Regions from separate parts of the Mus musculus genome. Here region 2 is linked to region 1. Evidence: chromatin contacts called from public Hi-C data. All regions are on one chromosome and are shown on one strand. Each heading gives the region's core, a stretch centred on a gene start, on an enhancer-like site or on the middle of the called end of the contact. The rest is flanking DNA. Distances are from core to core; before and after follow the strand shown.

Region 1 (2,758 bases), core at 185-2,684:
CAAACACAAAAACAAGCATATACCAAATACAGGAAGGTATACATGTGCACACACATACATACAATACACACATGCAAACACACAAATATAAACCAGAAATTCAATACAGTTTTCAAGAAAAAAAAACAAAGAAATTCTGCTCAGTTTCCAAGTTTGAATTTTTTCCTAACGTTAAGAATCATTTTAAAATTTCATATTAACATACTAAGAGGCACAGAGTGTTCTGGCATCCTTTGCATGAATCTCTTTACCATGAATGCAAGGGACTTTTCTGGTGGGTTTTTGTTTTGTTTTGTTTTGTTTTTGTTTGATTTTGTTTTGTTTTGTTTTTGTTGTTGTTGTTTCTTGTTTTGTTTTTTTTTATTTTTTATTTGTCTTCAGAATTTCAGCACAGAAAACCCACTAATGTGTCAGAACTATCTCCAATTTCATGATCCCTAGTATATGACTTTTGTACTAGTCATCCATGTCTGAATCAGTGAGTGTATACAACCAGGATTTTATTTTATTATATTATGTTTAAACTCTTAGTCAAGTTGTTTTCAAAGAGGGTTGGAAGCTTTATTTTTAGTATTAAAATGACCCCAAGGTCCTGGGTAAAATGTAGATTCAAGAGCAGAACACATGACCAATTGAGAAACTTTGGCCTTTGGCCCAGAAATATATCTTGGTAGGTCTCTGGCTAAATTTCCACAGAGATTTCTAAATGTTTCCAGTGTACTTTTTATACTTCATCTTATTAACAACATAGGCACACAATGCATGTTCTCAAAGTGATTTTTACAATCTTGGAGTTCACAAAATTTGTCTGATTCACAAGCTCTGACTAAGTAATTTGGAACTCTCAATGCAGAGCGCCTGATCTGTGAGACAGGGCACAGGAAACACTCTGAGATCTGCAAATTCTGTATGCACACCTGCCAGTGATGTATCTAGTTTGATATTTTCTTCTTTTCTTCCCATTAAACAAAGATTGAATTAGCCCAGTGTTTTTTGGGGGATGGTGGTGTATGTGGAATATAAATTAGTTTAATAACCGAATCCATACTTGCTTCTATACTAGATATCTATTGCTTCTCCCTATGGAACATTCTGTTAGTTCTGTTTTCTGAGGGAAGTTCTTTTTTTTTTTTCTTTTAAGAATAATTTATCTTCAACTCAAATCTATGTATTTGTGGTAGTAAGGCTCCTGATATCCTACCTTAAGGATGGCCAACAATTTTAAGCTTGACCAACTATGTGTAGGCAAGGTATGTTGGTGCTGATTGAGAAACCCAGAAATCAGCAGTCACCATTATCCAAATAACAAGTTGAATTCAAGGCCTACTTGAGCTGCATGAGGAAAGCTTCTTCTAAAGATCAAATATAGAACTAGCTGTAGCTGCTCACAGACTGGTACATGACTAATACTGTAAAACCCTATGGCATTTTGAATATAGTTACTAGGAGGAGGGAACTCCAAGCTTCTAGTGGTTACATTTTCAGCCACGTGTGTACAGCATGACTGAAAAGAAAGTCAACATGGACAGAAGATATATTTCTGATTACAAATATTGAGCTCCTGTACCTACAAAAGTTCAAAGTTGACTCCCATGAACATCTCAAAGGTTTCCTTGAAGATCTGCAACTAATATCTTCATCATCTCATCCGTTTACTTAATACCAGAAGGCTTTGCTTTGCCAGCAACTAGGAATTCTACTGTATTTTAATTCCTTTTTCACTGACAGCATAGGGAGCAGTTGGCCCTTGTCCATGACACCAAACCCTCAATTTATAAAACTAGATTATATGGTTTAAGAATCTGATCTTGACTACTTTCTTTTATAAAATACCTTGACCAAAGGCAGCTGAGGAGATGGAAGAAAATGTTTCTTTGGAGTATACTTTCAGATCATTATACTTCTACCTCTTTCCTATCAGAAGTCAGAGCAGGAACTTAAGAGGAACTTGAAGACAACACAATAGGGAATACTGTTTGGTGGCTGTCTCTGAGGTTTATTATTTCTTATAAAGCCCAGTAGTACCTGCCGGGGAAGAGTGTCAGGCACAATAAGCTAAGCCTTCCTACATCAATTAATAGTCAAGACATTGTCCCCACAGGGTATGCTGACAGTCCATTCTGACCTGGGATGTGTCGCGACTGAGTCTCTCCTCTCAGTTAAGGGTGTGGTGAAGTTCAAACAGAAAGTGGATGACACGATGGGATTTAATAGTACAAAGAAAGATTATTAATAAAATAGTAGGGATTGGGTAGCAGTGAATGAACTGCACTCCCTTAGGTTCAAAGAGAGGAGGGGAAGATAGAATGACTAGAATTTGAATACAGAGACTCTCCCTAAAATCACTATGAAGGAGTAGTGCTTTGTGTTAGGAGGACACCATTGAATGTGCAAGTTTCAGGGAATGAATTCACTGACATCATATTTTTTTAATTTTACTGATCTGTTTCTTTCCAGGGCTTTCTAATGACAACATGTAGTGGATAAGGCAAGGATAGGTTATACTGATATGGTCCACAGGACACACTCTGCAGAGACAGGCAGTGTAATGGAAAAGGGTGAGCTGGATCGAGGACAGAGCAAGTAACCATGACCGAAGCTCCTATTTCTAAACTTAAATGAGAATCAATGAAAGAATAAGACCGAGGAAAGTTTAGACTAATTTGGATTTATGATATGTGTCAGTGTAAAAGGGAGGAAAATTAAAATTTGCTTTGCGCTCCTTTTTTCTGCATATTTAATATTCCAGTTCATTAGG
Region 2 (2,758 bases), core at 100-2,599, 2.8 Mb before region 1:
AGCCTTTTATATGGTAGGGACAGTAACTACTTTAGTTCTGTCTTAAAACTGTTTCTTCTCTAGCCTTTGATTAACTATTACTCTTAAGGATGCTGATAAATTTAGACACTGATAAAACCTGGGGAATGCTGTCATAACAATGACGCCGGCTTCTCTAGACCTGTGATTCTTCATGTTGAGGATGGTTGCTGTAATGACTAGTAAATGACTGCCAGGCATTAGCTATTATGCTTTAATGAAGAAACTTCCCATCTATGATGTTTTAAATTCCAGTACTTTACATGTACTCGCAATACTAATGAAATTTGAATCAGACACGTATTTAATCGGTTTGGACGTATTTAGATGTCTTTTAGTTGTATGTGTTTCACTCCTGTGTATCTTTGTCTGTGGTGAGTGTGCATTAGGAAGTGAGGCAAACTCTGATGGCTTCTTTGGGTAGTCAGTGAGTCAGATGAGAAATGTGGGATTAGGTGTCAGAGGATATGGGGGTCTTGTTCCAAAAATGGTTGGTAGTCAGTGAGCTTCCTCATCTTTTCTCAGGTTTTTAATTCTCACAAATGAATCATGTTGACTATGGCAGAAGTGAGAGGCCCGGTGATGGCTCTTCCCACGCAGTGTGTAACTTTGCCTGAGGTGAAGCACTTGATTAGAACTGTCAAGTGTGAAGCTCTATTGGAATCTTCTTCTTCCCTCGCCTGCCCTGGCCCACGCAGACCCCAGTCAGGTCATTCCTTAGCAGCGCTGTGGCCTCCATCCTCTCTTTCCCACTCCTAGACCACACTGCCCTTGTTTATGCTTTGCTTCTTACTAGGACGAGCCCGAGTAAGGGCCAGTCTTCTTCTTTTGTGTTCCCAGCACAGACCATACTTTTCCTTACAATAAGCACTTGATTAGGATTTTAATGGCTTATATTAATATTCATGCCATTTAATGGGGAGCAAACAGAGCTTGTTATATAAGTGTTTTCTTCTTCTTTTTGTGCTCTTCTTGTTTGTTGTTAGGTACAGGACAAGGAATGACTTGGTATAATGCCTGAGCAAATGCAGTTTAGCGTGTTTGTAGTTTGTAGTTAGCTCTTAAGTTTTTGAGACCCTTTCTTTGAACAAACAAGTAAAATGGCTTTGTAGTCCTTTTCAGATGTTGTGATTCATGGGCTGTGTAAGGCTAGACTTCATGCTCACAGTGACTCAGTAAAAAGGCACATAGTTCTTCGTTACTTTTCTCTGTTGCTTCTTTTCATCTTCTGTACTTACTCCTTGTGGCGTCTGGCCAGTGTTGGGCATTTCTTTCAGACTTGTCATTCCTTCTGTACCGGCCAAGCAAATGCTTTTGCTCTGGTCAGGAACATTTCTAGTGAGTTAGGTTTTATTATTGGTACAGTCATGGACCACCTGATCAATCCCTGTGTGTCACAGTAATGAGTGTTTACCGCCAGCCACCAGATTGTTTGGCTTGGGACTCTGATGTTTTAATCCTCCTGATGGTTTTCAGTGTGGACATTTTTTTTTTTCTTTCTGAATGTAAAACTAACCACCAAATACATTCTTCAGCCACAGCTGTTTTTATGTGGCTCAAGTTCTAGAAAGAGTGATATATTGAACTTAAATACGTATGTAGGTGAGAGGGGGGAAATGCACAAACATAGTGTTAGATTGTGCAGGAATGGCCAACTTACCCTGTGGCCTTAGTGACACCATCTTATCTTCCCAAACCACAAGTTATTCATAAATAAGATGAACACATGACGTCCAGTGTGCTCAGACTCTTTATAGATTCATTTATTCACTAGATATATGTGCATCACAGGCCTGTTATGCTGTGTATTCAACCAAGGAGACAGATCTGCCCTCACCCTTGCAAGAAGACTTCTATTTCCCTTCTCTCTGTCCACCTGCCCTTCTCTCTTGCTTGCTTATCTGGTCAGTGGGTAGATAATGAGGAAATGAAGCAATGTGGAATGATTAATTACAAATTTACAGACTCTGTCTGCTCTTATGTACAAAATGGATTGATGACTTTTCGTGTGCATAAATGGTCTATAAAGACAGTGGCTTATATTTGCTTTAATGTTTTTAAAATGAAGTGGATTATCTGGTAGTGGTAAACTAATTAGGTGCTTTTTAAAGTGAGAAGATGAAAGGCTTAGCTGTTTAAGTTTAGGTCTAGTATATATAAAACAGGAAAAAGATTTATTCTTGACATTGAAAAGCAACTTTAAAAAAAAGCATGGGAACTGGGTAGTTATTCATACAGTTGTGGATAATGAAGATCAGAAGTAATTTTATTTTGGGGGGAAAATCATCTTTGGTATAAGTCAGGCCTCCTATTTTGAACATTTTACCCTTATTCTGGAGAATTGAAATTTATTATGTTGCAAATGGGAAAATTAATTTGAATGGAGTTAATACAAATGAAAGGAATAAAATACCAGTTAATTGAGAAATAGGCTAAGGTCTTCAAACTGAGAACACGTTTCTTTCGTGTATTCAAGGTCTAGAAGGAAGTCTGAGTCTGTGCAGGTTAGCTCACTAGCACTTAACTGTGTTGGCAGAAGCCAGGTTGGCGTCCAACAATTTATTTCTCTGACTTCTCCGAAGATACTGATGAAAGCAACTAAATTTATTGGTTATTAGGTGGCAAGAGTAAGTTCAATTTTCTCTATACTTGTGACAATTAGAGGTTGGTTCTAGCATATCTAATGCTCGAGTTTCAAGGCTACCTCTATTTGAGAGCTGTTTGGGGGAGATAACCTTGT

The links. Hi-C and Micro-C count contacts between places; a contact is called where the count stands out from the background.
Region 2: a Hi-C map of embryonic fibroblasts shows a contact between it and region 1, with 3 times the contacts expected there. The contact joins two enhancer-like sites. A contact is called at or near these places in 2 of 484 Hi-C or Micro-C datasets (cranial neural crest and embryonic fibroblasts).

The regions. Positions count from the first base shown.
Region 1 is chr13:27,025,502-27,028,259 of GRCm38.p6, reverse strand. No RefSeq gene overlaps it. Among named protein-coding and RNA genes, the nearest start is that of Prl, 31 kb to the left of the region's middle. Within about 2 kb of position 1,434, at least 26 of the 459 cell types and tissues checked have an H3K27ac peak or open chromatin away from gene starts, as enhancers often do. A contact at or near this core is called in embryonic fibroblasts, where this site is marked.
Region 2 is chr13:29,829,847-29,832,604 of GRCm38.p6, reverse strand. All of the region lies in intron 4 of Cdkal1 (CDK5 regulatory subunit associated protein 1-like 1), which reads left to right. Among named protein-coding and RNA genes, the nearest start is that of Cdkal1, 24 kb to the left of the region's middle. Within about 2 kb of position 1,349, at least 46 of the 459 cell types and tissues checked have an H3K27ac peak or open chromatin away from gene starts, as enhancers often do. A contact at or near this core is called in embryonic fibroblasts, where this site is marked.